Regions from separate parts of the Zea mays genome. Here regions 2 and 3 are each linked to region 1. Evidence: chromatin contacts called from public Hi-C data. All regions are on one chromosome and are shown on one strand. The core of a region is the stretch at or near the end of the contact, and the rest is flanking DNA. Distances in the headings are between cores, read along the strand shown.

What was found. Hi-C and Micro-C count contacts between places; a contact is called where the count stands out from the background.
Region 2: a Hi-C map of leaf shows a contact between it and region 1, with 4 times the contacts expected there. The contact joins the promoter of LOC100279475 here to the promoter of LOC100283161 in region 1. A contact is called at or near these places in 6 of 25 Hi-C or Micro-C datasets (ear, leaf and tassel) and 1 of 3 datasets of contacts at active chromatin or transcription factors (seedling).
Region 3: a contact with region 1 is called in a Hi-C map of ear, with 4 times the contacts expected there. The contact joins the promoter of LOC100282130 here to the promoter of LOC100283161 in region 1. A contact is called at or near these places in 12 of 25 Hi-C or Micro-C datasets (bundle sheath, ear, endosperm and 4 more) and 1 of 3 datasets of contacts at active chromatin or transcription factors (leaf).

What each region holds. Positions count from the first base shown.
Region 1 is chr5:172,198,427-172,201,517 of Zm-B73-REFERENCE-NAM-5.0, forward strand. It overlaps LOC100283161, which reads right to left and starts at 1,373. Exons shown (of 1, transcript NM_001156063.2): 1 at 227-1,373. The coding sequence starts at 1,205. The coding sequence ends at 501.
Region 2 is chr5:172,485,744-172,488,822 of Zm-B73-REFERENCE-NAM-5.0, forward strand. LOC100279475 (Iron-sulfur cluster biosynthesis family protein) reads right to left here and starts at 1,381. Exons shown (of 13, transcript NM_001152479.1): 1 at 895-1,381; 2 at 699-806; 3 at 514-614; 4 at 179-253. The coding sequence starts at 1,305.
Region 3 is chr5:172,536,957-172,540,275 of Zm-B73-REFERENCE-NAM-5.0, forward strand. It overlaps LOC100282130, which reads right to left and starts at 1,955. Exons shown (of 9, transcript NM_001368938.1): 1 at 1,619-1,955. The coding sequence starts at 1,710. It overlaps LOC100282243 (ATPase inhibitor), which reads left to right and starts at 2,604. Exons shown (of 3, transcript NM_001155155.2): 1 at 2,604-2,875; 2 at 2,998-3,099; 3 at 3,217-3,319. The coding sequence starts at 2,714. The coding sequence ends at 3,243.

The DNA of each region.
Region 1 (3,091 bases), core at 123-2,622:
AAGAGGGATGGGGTGAGATCATTCTAATTTGACTCATGTTTGGTTTGGAGACCCAGAGTTAGGGTTAAGAAATATTCTTCAAAAATTGTAGATGAGATCATCCCTCAAAAAATAAGGGACGGGGTCAACCCAGGGTTGGTCCTGTCCCATCCCACGTTGACACCGAACCAAACATACGCTAATACGCGTGATGGATCACTTCCCATGCGTAAACAAAATGATCATCCAGAGCAAATAAAGTCGGCCTGCTTTATTAACAATATATATAAACCCATAAACATCTCGTAGACACTTGAATGTGACACCTAACCCCACATGCCCATCCCATCTGTACGTACCGGCATTATCGGTCCATGATAACCACCGTCCACCGCCAAATAATTCATACAGACATTAACAAATGGAAGGAGATATATTCCAGAGATCACAAAGTCTGCTGCTCTTAATATAACTAATCAATTAATCATGTCCCCCTTGATCGCGAGTGCCTGATCTTCCGATCAATCGTCCATCTCCGCCGTCTTGGTCTTGGGAGGAGGCCCGAACCTCTTCTGGAGCCGGCGGAGCTCCTCCGGCTCGAGGCCGAACGCCCTCTCGAGGACGGCGTCCTTGATCCCGGACCCGAACACGGTCGCCGGGATGCGCACGATGCCGGGGTTCTCGCTGTTGAAGGTGCCGTACACCGTGGCCGGCTCGTCGCCGACGTTCATCTGGAAGTGCACCATGGCGCGCGGGAACACCATGACCTCCCCTTTCTCGAGCACCTTGGCGAAGACGCGGCCGCCCGAGTCGACGAATCCCGCGTAGACGCGGCCGGCCAGGACCAGCGCCGTCTCGGTGGCGCGCGGGTGGTAGTGCGGCGGGTTGACCCCGCCCGCCGCGGACAGGTCGGCGCGCGCGAAGGACACGCCGAGGGTGTGCAGCGCCGGGAACTGCGCGGGGGTCACCGACACCCCCGCGAACCCCGTGTCCGCGGAGAAGTTGCCCGCGGCGCGCACGCCCGCGAAGGCGAAGTCCGCCGCCGTCAGGTTGGCGGGGCTCCTGCACGGGTAGGACGGGAGCAGCGCTAGATCCACGGCCCGCCCGCGCCCGCGCCCGCCGCCCGTGTCCGGCACGCAGTAGTCCTGCACCGCGTCCGGGTCCGCCGTGGCCGCCGCCGGGAGCAGCGCGGCGAGCAGGAGGAGGAGCAGGTGGCGCGTGGCCATTGTTGGTTCCTAGTCTAAGCTAGCGTCGTCGGTCGCCTGCTGGGCTCACGGTTGGTGGACACAGCAGGTCTCACCCGTCGGTGCGGTGCGGTGCAGCGTGCGTGGTCACCGCTGTGGCAGCTGCAGCTGCAGCTTTGCCTGGGGCAGAGGGCGACTGGTCTCATTCATCTCTGCGCTGTGGAGTACTATCTATAAATATCCCTCGGTCCCAAAACAAAACACGTGTTGTTATAGTTTCTCAAGAAGCTAGTTGGTTTTTTAAACTATGATCATTTATATATAAGAAGTCAATATATATAATATGTAATTACTATCGTTAATAGATTGTTAAAATTATTTTATTATTTGAAATACAAATTCCATTAGTGTTTTCTATAAATTAAGTTAAAATTAAGAAAGTGCAATCGACATGAACACTAGCTTTTATGGCAGAGGGTAAACTACCATTTGCGACGCACTGTCCTACGCGTGCGTAATAAGTGTTAGGTTCGTTCCATAATTCATGGAATCCTTGCGACTGCATAGTTTATCCACGGCGCGTGCGCTGATGTGCAGATTTTGTTGTTGAGTGTCGGGCCTGTCGGCTTGGCATCTTTGACTGGAGACAATTCCTTGGGTCAGGAGGACGTCAGGTCACCAGTCTTCGCCCGTGTGGATTTTAGCTCGGCTTCCAGGAAATGCACGAGATATCCTCAGGGCTTGTTTGGAACAAAGGGTATAGGAGGGGATTGAGGGGGCTATAATCCCTTGTTATTTAATTTTGAATAGCAAGGGATTATAGCCCCCTCAATCCCTCCAATACTCTTGTTTCCAAACATGCCCTCACAAAAGAAGAACCGGAAATGAGCGATACAATTCATGTGGTCTTTTCGTGCCAGGAGAGAAGCATTGGGCGGGCCGGACAAGACTTGTTCGTGAACATTGGAGAGAGGGTTTCGATGATGACTTCATTTCTGGAGGTAATAATCATGCGTGAAAATGAAAATTTCTCCCAAAGAATGTTGGATTAATGTGATATAGACACCATTAATATTTAATAATAGTCAATGCTACCGTCGGCCGCCGCTGCCGCCGGCCGGACTGGGCCCGTAGCTCGTAGTAGATCGGACCTTAGTCCGAATATTCAAACGGTCGTGCGTTTTGTCTGTAGTGATGACCGTTCGTTTTCTGTCTTATGGCTACTACGATTTTTAGTTCTAATGGCGTGACCGTTACCGTCTGTTGTCCTTCTCCCCTCCTTCTGACTGCATATAAGAATCTAGGAGGAGTACGCTCTTCCGGTTAGACACACAACCTCTCAGACACATTGCAAATAGCATATCTCCGTCTCACCTTCTACGAGCACAACGATAGTGGGAGAGCAGGCCTCTGAAATCACCATTCACAGAGGTACACTTGCACGTGTATGCAGACGAACAAGTTTTTGAGGAGCGTACTCGTGACTGCTCGCTTCATCAACTCGACCAGCGCTGCTTTGTCTACATCTGATTCTTTATCGTTTGACGTCATTCGAGGGACTGCATTGTAGCTATATGAAACATACAAACGAGATTTCTCGTGTGGCACTGATACCTTAACTATCGGTCTCTTCGCACGGTATTATGTTTTGATGCCGGTTTCTGCAGTATGTATGATCGTTGCCAACGTCTTATTACATGTGGGTAATGATGCTTTCGTGGCGTAGCAGGCTGGACACATGCCCGCCGCCGAACAGGAGCTTGCTAGCCACCGCCTACCGCCGCGTCGGCGCGCCTTTCCGCTGGATATCCCTTGCCACCGCCGCAAACTGCTTGCAGCGTCTTTTTGCATTATTGCCTACACAAGGCAGAAGACACGGTGATTAGAATGCAGCACGTACGTGATATCAGAGTACAACCACCTACACA
Region 2 (3,079 bases), core at 131-2,630, 290 kb after region 1:
AAAGGATTTGTTATTGTTGTTGCACCGTAATAAATGACGTGGACATGTGATTATCGGATTGAGTAGCTCCACGAGTCCAAGAGCAAATAGAATTTCCTTTATGTTCTTTTAAGTCAAATAACATAATAATATGATCCACCACTTGCAGAACACCTTACAAAATGCATATGAAACTTACCAAAACATATCCGTCGGAATGATGATAGTAGAACCATAAGATCTCCTCCGCCTCCCACGACCATCTTCATCACTACTAGTAGAAGAGGAAGTGCTACCAATCAAAGGGGTGTTGAGTTAAATGACAAAACCTACAACTAAAGTCCAAAAAACCACTCATGAAATCTATGTGTGCTTCATTTTTATAGAATTCACGGATCAAATTACAGAGACAGAATGTCATTTAAGGGAACTGAACCATATGACAAAGATGAAGATATCGTTCCAGAACAGACCTTTAGGCAGTGAACATATAATAATTAGCACACAAACTCTTTCGTGCTGCACTAAACATACCTTGAGCTTGAGAGAATGGCAATGATTGTAGTGTACACCAGCACAATTGAGGCAATGAGCGCAGTGCCAAATGAAACACGTACCAGATAAGCACCCACTTGCTACAAAAGAGGAGCAGCACAAACCAATATCAGAAGAGCTCATAGTAACCTAACGCACTGTTACACTTTCCTTGCTGGAAATACCTTGGCTTTGTCAACCAGAGGCTCGACCCGCATCCTAAACGATTTGCCAGCCAGCTTTGCCCTGTAGTCCTTTGGGAAGACGTATAGCACCTCCCCGTCCTCCGATACCTACACAATCAGCGACGATTATCAGAGAAGGCCGGAAGGTTACCAGCGGAGGAGGAAAGGAGGGAGTAACTAGCAGACAGCGGCGCACCTCCAGGAAGCCTTCAGTGTCGGCGGCGAGTGCTTGGAGCGCGCGCTCCGCCTGCGCGAGCTGCAGCCCAGCGCGAGAAGCGACGTCTCCTATGGTGACGCGACCGCCGAAGTGGTCGACCGCCTCCATGGCCCGGTCCCGCACGTCGGAGGGGAGGCGGTCCGTCTCCACGGCTCCGCCTGGGCGCACAAGCGCAGGCGGCGCCCCGATGGTGCTTCCAGCGCGCGCCCGCACGTCGGGGCGCCACGGGGACGGTGAGGGGCGGCCGGGAGCGACGCGGAGGCGGCAGGGGGCAAGAAGGGAAGGGGAGAACAAGGAAAAGGGAGCGTGGCGCGTGGGGGTACGTGGAGATGGAAAGGGCGGGCGGAAACGAAAGTGGAAGGATAGAGAGATGGCGGCGGCGGCGGCCATGGGGGAGGACGGGTTGACGGCGGAGACTTGGGGTGGGCTTAGACGGTGGCAGGCACTGCCGCACTGGGCATTATTGGGGAGGAGCAAGAGGTCAGGTGGACGTGAGGAGGTGTGTTCTGGCCGTGGCCACGAGATCGGATTTGGTCCAAGCAGACACCGGTGTCCGGCACGGTGAGGACGTGAGATTCAGCAACTTCCCCGCCCCCTTTCCTCAAGGTGGCGTTTGGTCAGTGGGAAAAAGCGGTCTGCTGTGTTTGCAACTAAAATTTGTCATACCAAATGTTTGATAAATTAAAAATTGGGTAAAAAGTCTTGTCATAAATTTAACAAATTAAATAGGAGCGGTTAGCAAGTTTTAATAGCAAACTATATGATAACCAATGATAACCAAGATTAGGGCTTATCAAATTTTTGGTTTGCTATATTTTAAAAGTCAATCAAACAAACCTAGTATGTGGGATAGAGAAATGACATACGGTGAAAATTATATCAATGTATGGTTAAAAGTGATGTTTGGATGCAGGATAGGAAAGGAAAAATAAAGAAGGACACAGAGGAGTAGGTTATGAATTTGAAAAATACAACGTTTGGATGTAGTTAGATTTAGACTTGGGATATGGTGAGATCCATCAGCTTTTTAAAAAGAAAAAAAGAGCATATATTATCCACTCGTCTTAATATCCATCCTATCCACACATGCAAAACAAAGGAGCCACCATAGTGTGACAGAACTGTTCAATTTAATCTAATCTCAAACTGTTTGTCAGCCACTTAACACTAAGTACACAAAAGACTAAGTTAAATTTAGTACTTTGTTGAGCACATTCAAAGAGAGAACTTAAAATAATCTATATTTATATAAGAAGATTAAACTTTAAAACACCAAAACAATTTCTTACATGACTTGATTATAACATCAGAGTTATTACAAAAAAATTAATACATCTGTATAAAGATATTGTTTACATGTAACATAAAAAAGAGTTGATACATGATGTGTTTATCATTTTTTATCTTGCATCATAGAATAAATATGTGATTAGAATTACATCGGAAATAAATATTTATTCAAAGACATGTTTAAGCATTAAATGATGAGGACATAACACCTACTGCTACACTATTGATTACAAGGTAAGCTCGTTCCTAGATTTGTATAATGGTAAAAATAAGAATTGATTGCTATATAATAATAGTATATCAAATATGCTTAGGAACAATATAGATGATGATGATGATAGAGAATACATATGCCATGGACAATGTGAATCTCAAAGTGCAAGTCCATAAAAGTTGAACTTTCAGTTCGTCAGCATCTCGACGGTACTTCGGGAAGTGTTTGAATTCACTAGAGCTAATAATTAGTTGGCTACAAAATTGATAGTGGAATTAGCTAGCTAACTATTAGCTAATTTGTTCAAAGTAGTTAATAGCAGAAGAATTAGTTAACATGTTTGGATGCCTTTAGCTAATTTTAGTAGCTAACTATTAGCTCTAGTGCATTCAAACACCCCCCCATTGAAAATATTATAACTACTTCATGCAAAGTGAGTTTGAGATCCATAAAGACTTAATGGAAATCTTATTTGATAAGCTTTTAATGATTTGGTCCTACCTTTATATTGTATTGGTAAGGTCTTCAAGCCATCATAACAATCTGCTAATATTTCTGTCGAATGTTGTGACACTGTCATGGGCTTGTCATACAAGCTTAGGACCCTGATCTAAGTTGGAGCTTGCCCCCAAATAGATGGAAGACATAATAAGAAAGTTC
Region 3 (3,319 bases), core at 705-3,204, 340 kb after region 1:
TTGCTAATTTACCAAGATGTGCTTCGGTTTGAAAACTTGGCTAAGGGGGTGTTTGGGAGTGAAGTTTTTTCAAAGTTTTGGAAGAATACTGCAGTATTCTCAAAAACTGTAGTATTATATACCAAAAGGTGTTTGGCAAGCCAGCTAAATCTCTGTTTTCAAAACTAAAGTATTACAAATACTGCAGTTCTTTTGAAGTATTCTAAACTTAGGTTTATACCTCAGTTTTCTCTGTATACTGTAGTATTTCAAAAACTGTGGTTTCCAAAAACTTTGTTCCCAAACAGGACCTAAATTGTAGACAGGAACCAAGTCTGCAGTGTTTTTTCGGTGGAGACCATACAACTACAGAAACAGGCTTGGAGACAGACTTTTTACTTTACTGTACTAGAATATAGGAGAGCTTGTACCATAAGTAACCCAAATCCCAACAGCTGAACAAGCAGAAACATAGTATCATTTAACTTGTTATTGGGATTCCCCAAGAAGCCGTCAGAAATGCATAAATGAGGATTAAGTAGCTGATACAAATGGTTATGTAAGACTGTATTGAAGGATTAATACATGAATGCATACTTTAGGCCCTGTTTGGAATCGTAGTATTTTTGCAGTTTTGAAACAATACTATGGTATTTGATGATACTATAGTATTGGAGCTCAAAAGGTGTTTGGTTTGTATAGTCAAAACTCAGTTTTAAATACCATGGTTTACGCAAAACTATGGTATTTTTGGAGTTTTTGAAACTCCACTCATGACCTCGGTTTTCTTCTTTTCTCTCTACATATACTTTGTTTTTCCAATAGAACCAAACAGATCTCGGTTTTGAGCAATACTATAGTTTTACTGTGGTAAAGTAATACCGTAGTATTTTTGTCATGTACAATTGTAAACTATGGTATCTCAAAACTACATTATTTCAAAACTGCATTCCCAAGCAGGCCCTTAATTGTATTAACCAAAAGCACAGCATCTCAAGCTACATAACCGAATCCAGACACCAAAGCAGATGCCTCAATAATTCACTGCAAGAGTAAAGTAGCTGACAGAAAAAAGAATGGAGTTGAGAATAAAGTAGCCGACAGGATTGTCCGATCCAATGTGTAGGTACACGGAAGTTATGATATAAGATCTTTATAGTTTTATCAGAGGTGATTTTGTACTAAAATTTTTATAGCGGATTCGAATTACATGTAGAAGATAATAATAGGGGCCGTACGTGATAACTACTAGCTACTACGAAATCGGTTATCAGGATAGATACTTGATGGTAAAAATAAAGACACAAAAGTCAATGAGAGGAACTACTTGTGGCACCGGTACCGAAAGCAAACTCGAGCGTGCAAATCAAGCACTAGGGGTGCGCATCCAGTGCAGGTTTCATCAGTATAATAAACCATCACGAACCAACCCCTTGTTAGCAGCAACCGCTGACACCAGGACCACGTGCTACTGAGCATGATAGGAGGGCGTTAGACATCACAACTCCAGCAAACTTGCACGTCTGCGAGACCGCGAGTAGACTGAACGGCTAGGAGTTCGGCTTCTCGGGGGGAGAGGGAATCAGGTGCGGTGTTAACTTAGGGATGTAGGCGGGCAGGCGGGCGGGCAATAGCAAACCTCTCGGCGGTGGCGACGTTCTCCGCCTCGACGTCGGTGCAGGCGAACTGCACGGCGGCGACCGCCACCTTCCTCCCCGCGGCTGCAGCCATCCTCCTCTCCTCCCCTCCCCTCCGCGCGCCTTCCCACTTCACCTACCCCTCACCTGACCTGAGTTGGGACTTGCGACTTGCGACTTGCGACTGCTGTGGTCTCAAGCAAGCAGAGAAATTCGCGATTTAACCCTCCCCCTCTCCTATTCTTTTTTTTCTGAAAACACCCTGCTCCAACCCTAAACCCAATACAATTTCTACAACCTGATTCTTCACTTGCTGTCTGGGGAGGGAGCAGATGTGAGCAATCTTATCAGCAGGACGGCGGGGAGCGGTGACAACTGAGTCTCGACTCTCGAGTGTGTGCACAGAGTAGGGGGGAAAAGGCAGGGAAGAAAGAAAATGGCAGGGGGTGTTCAGAAAAAGAATAGGAGAGGATGGGAGGGGAGGGAGGGGTAAATCGGAAAATAAACATATACCGTTGGATTGACATCTAATGGACGTGGATGGCTGCTTTCACGTCTTGCACAAATGCATATAGCAGGGGAGGTCGCCGAGAAATAAAACCGTCAGTTGTAAGGAGAAAAAAGGCGCCGCCCTGGGGCCTACCGTTGTTGTTGTTGACTTGTCTTGGTATAAGGCAGTCCTTCTTTGATGGGCCACAGGGCCAGTGCTATGCAAGGCTTTGATGGGCTTGATTGGGCCAGAAAAGAACCAGAAACAGGAAAGAATACAAGCGTAGTGCTGTGCCTGACTGCCTGTGCTTCCGTCGCGGTTTCACAAAACCGTGTTCGCTCTCGGGCTCGGCTCATCCTTATCCTCTCACGTGGGAATCTGGCAGGTTCGGAGCATCGGCCTGACACTGACAGACCCTCCCTCCTATATACTATAGTACAAGATAGAGATAAGGCGTACCGATCCGGTTTAAAAGATCCGCTACTAGTGTCACCGGCAACGTGTCGACGCGGTCGTGTGTGTTCCTGGTGAGGAAGCGAACCCTGCCTGCTTACTTGCCGGGCAAGAAGTGAGAACAGCGTGGGGTGCGGAAGCGACCGGACCGGGGATGGCTACAAGAAGGACCGTGGCGGCGAGCGTTACTGCCCAGCGGCCTGCGTGGGCGGCCGTGGCGAGGAGGATGGAGGGCGTGTCGCGCTACTTCAGCGACAAGGCCTCCGGCAGGCTGCTCAGCGAGGAGGAGCGCGCCGCCGAGAACGTCTACATACAGGTGACCGGTTGCCTACTGAGTACTGACTGACTGATTATGTGTGGTCGGGTGCGATCGTTTCGCGTTTCGTCCTGCTAGACTGAGTGAGTTGATCGAATTGGGGATTCGTTTGAGTAAAGCAGAAGATGGAGCGGGAGAAGCTGGAGAAACTGAGGAGGAAGGAGGACAAGGCCAAGGCCGAGGCGGCCAAGAGGGCCGCCGCCGCCGCCAGAGGCGACACGAAGGTAAATATATAGGCGTGCGTAATCCTCCATTCTGCCTAGAACGTTGCTGGATTATGATATTCGTGTTCGTCACTTATATGTACGTGCCCTTGTCGGGTTTTTTTTTGTTTTTGCCAGAATGGTGAGGAGGCTCATCCGAGCTGATTGATCATCGCAAAATCAGACCGGTGCTCCCGTGAATCCTGTGATGCTGTACTACTGATGACACGTAGATGCAAAT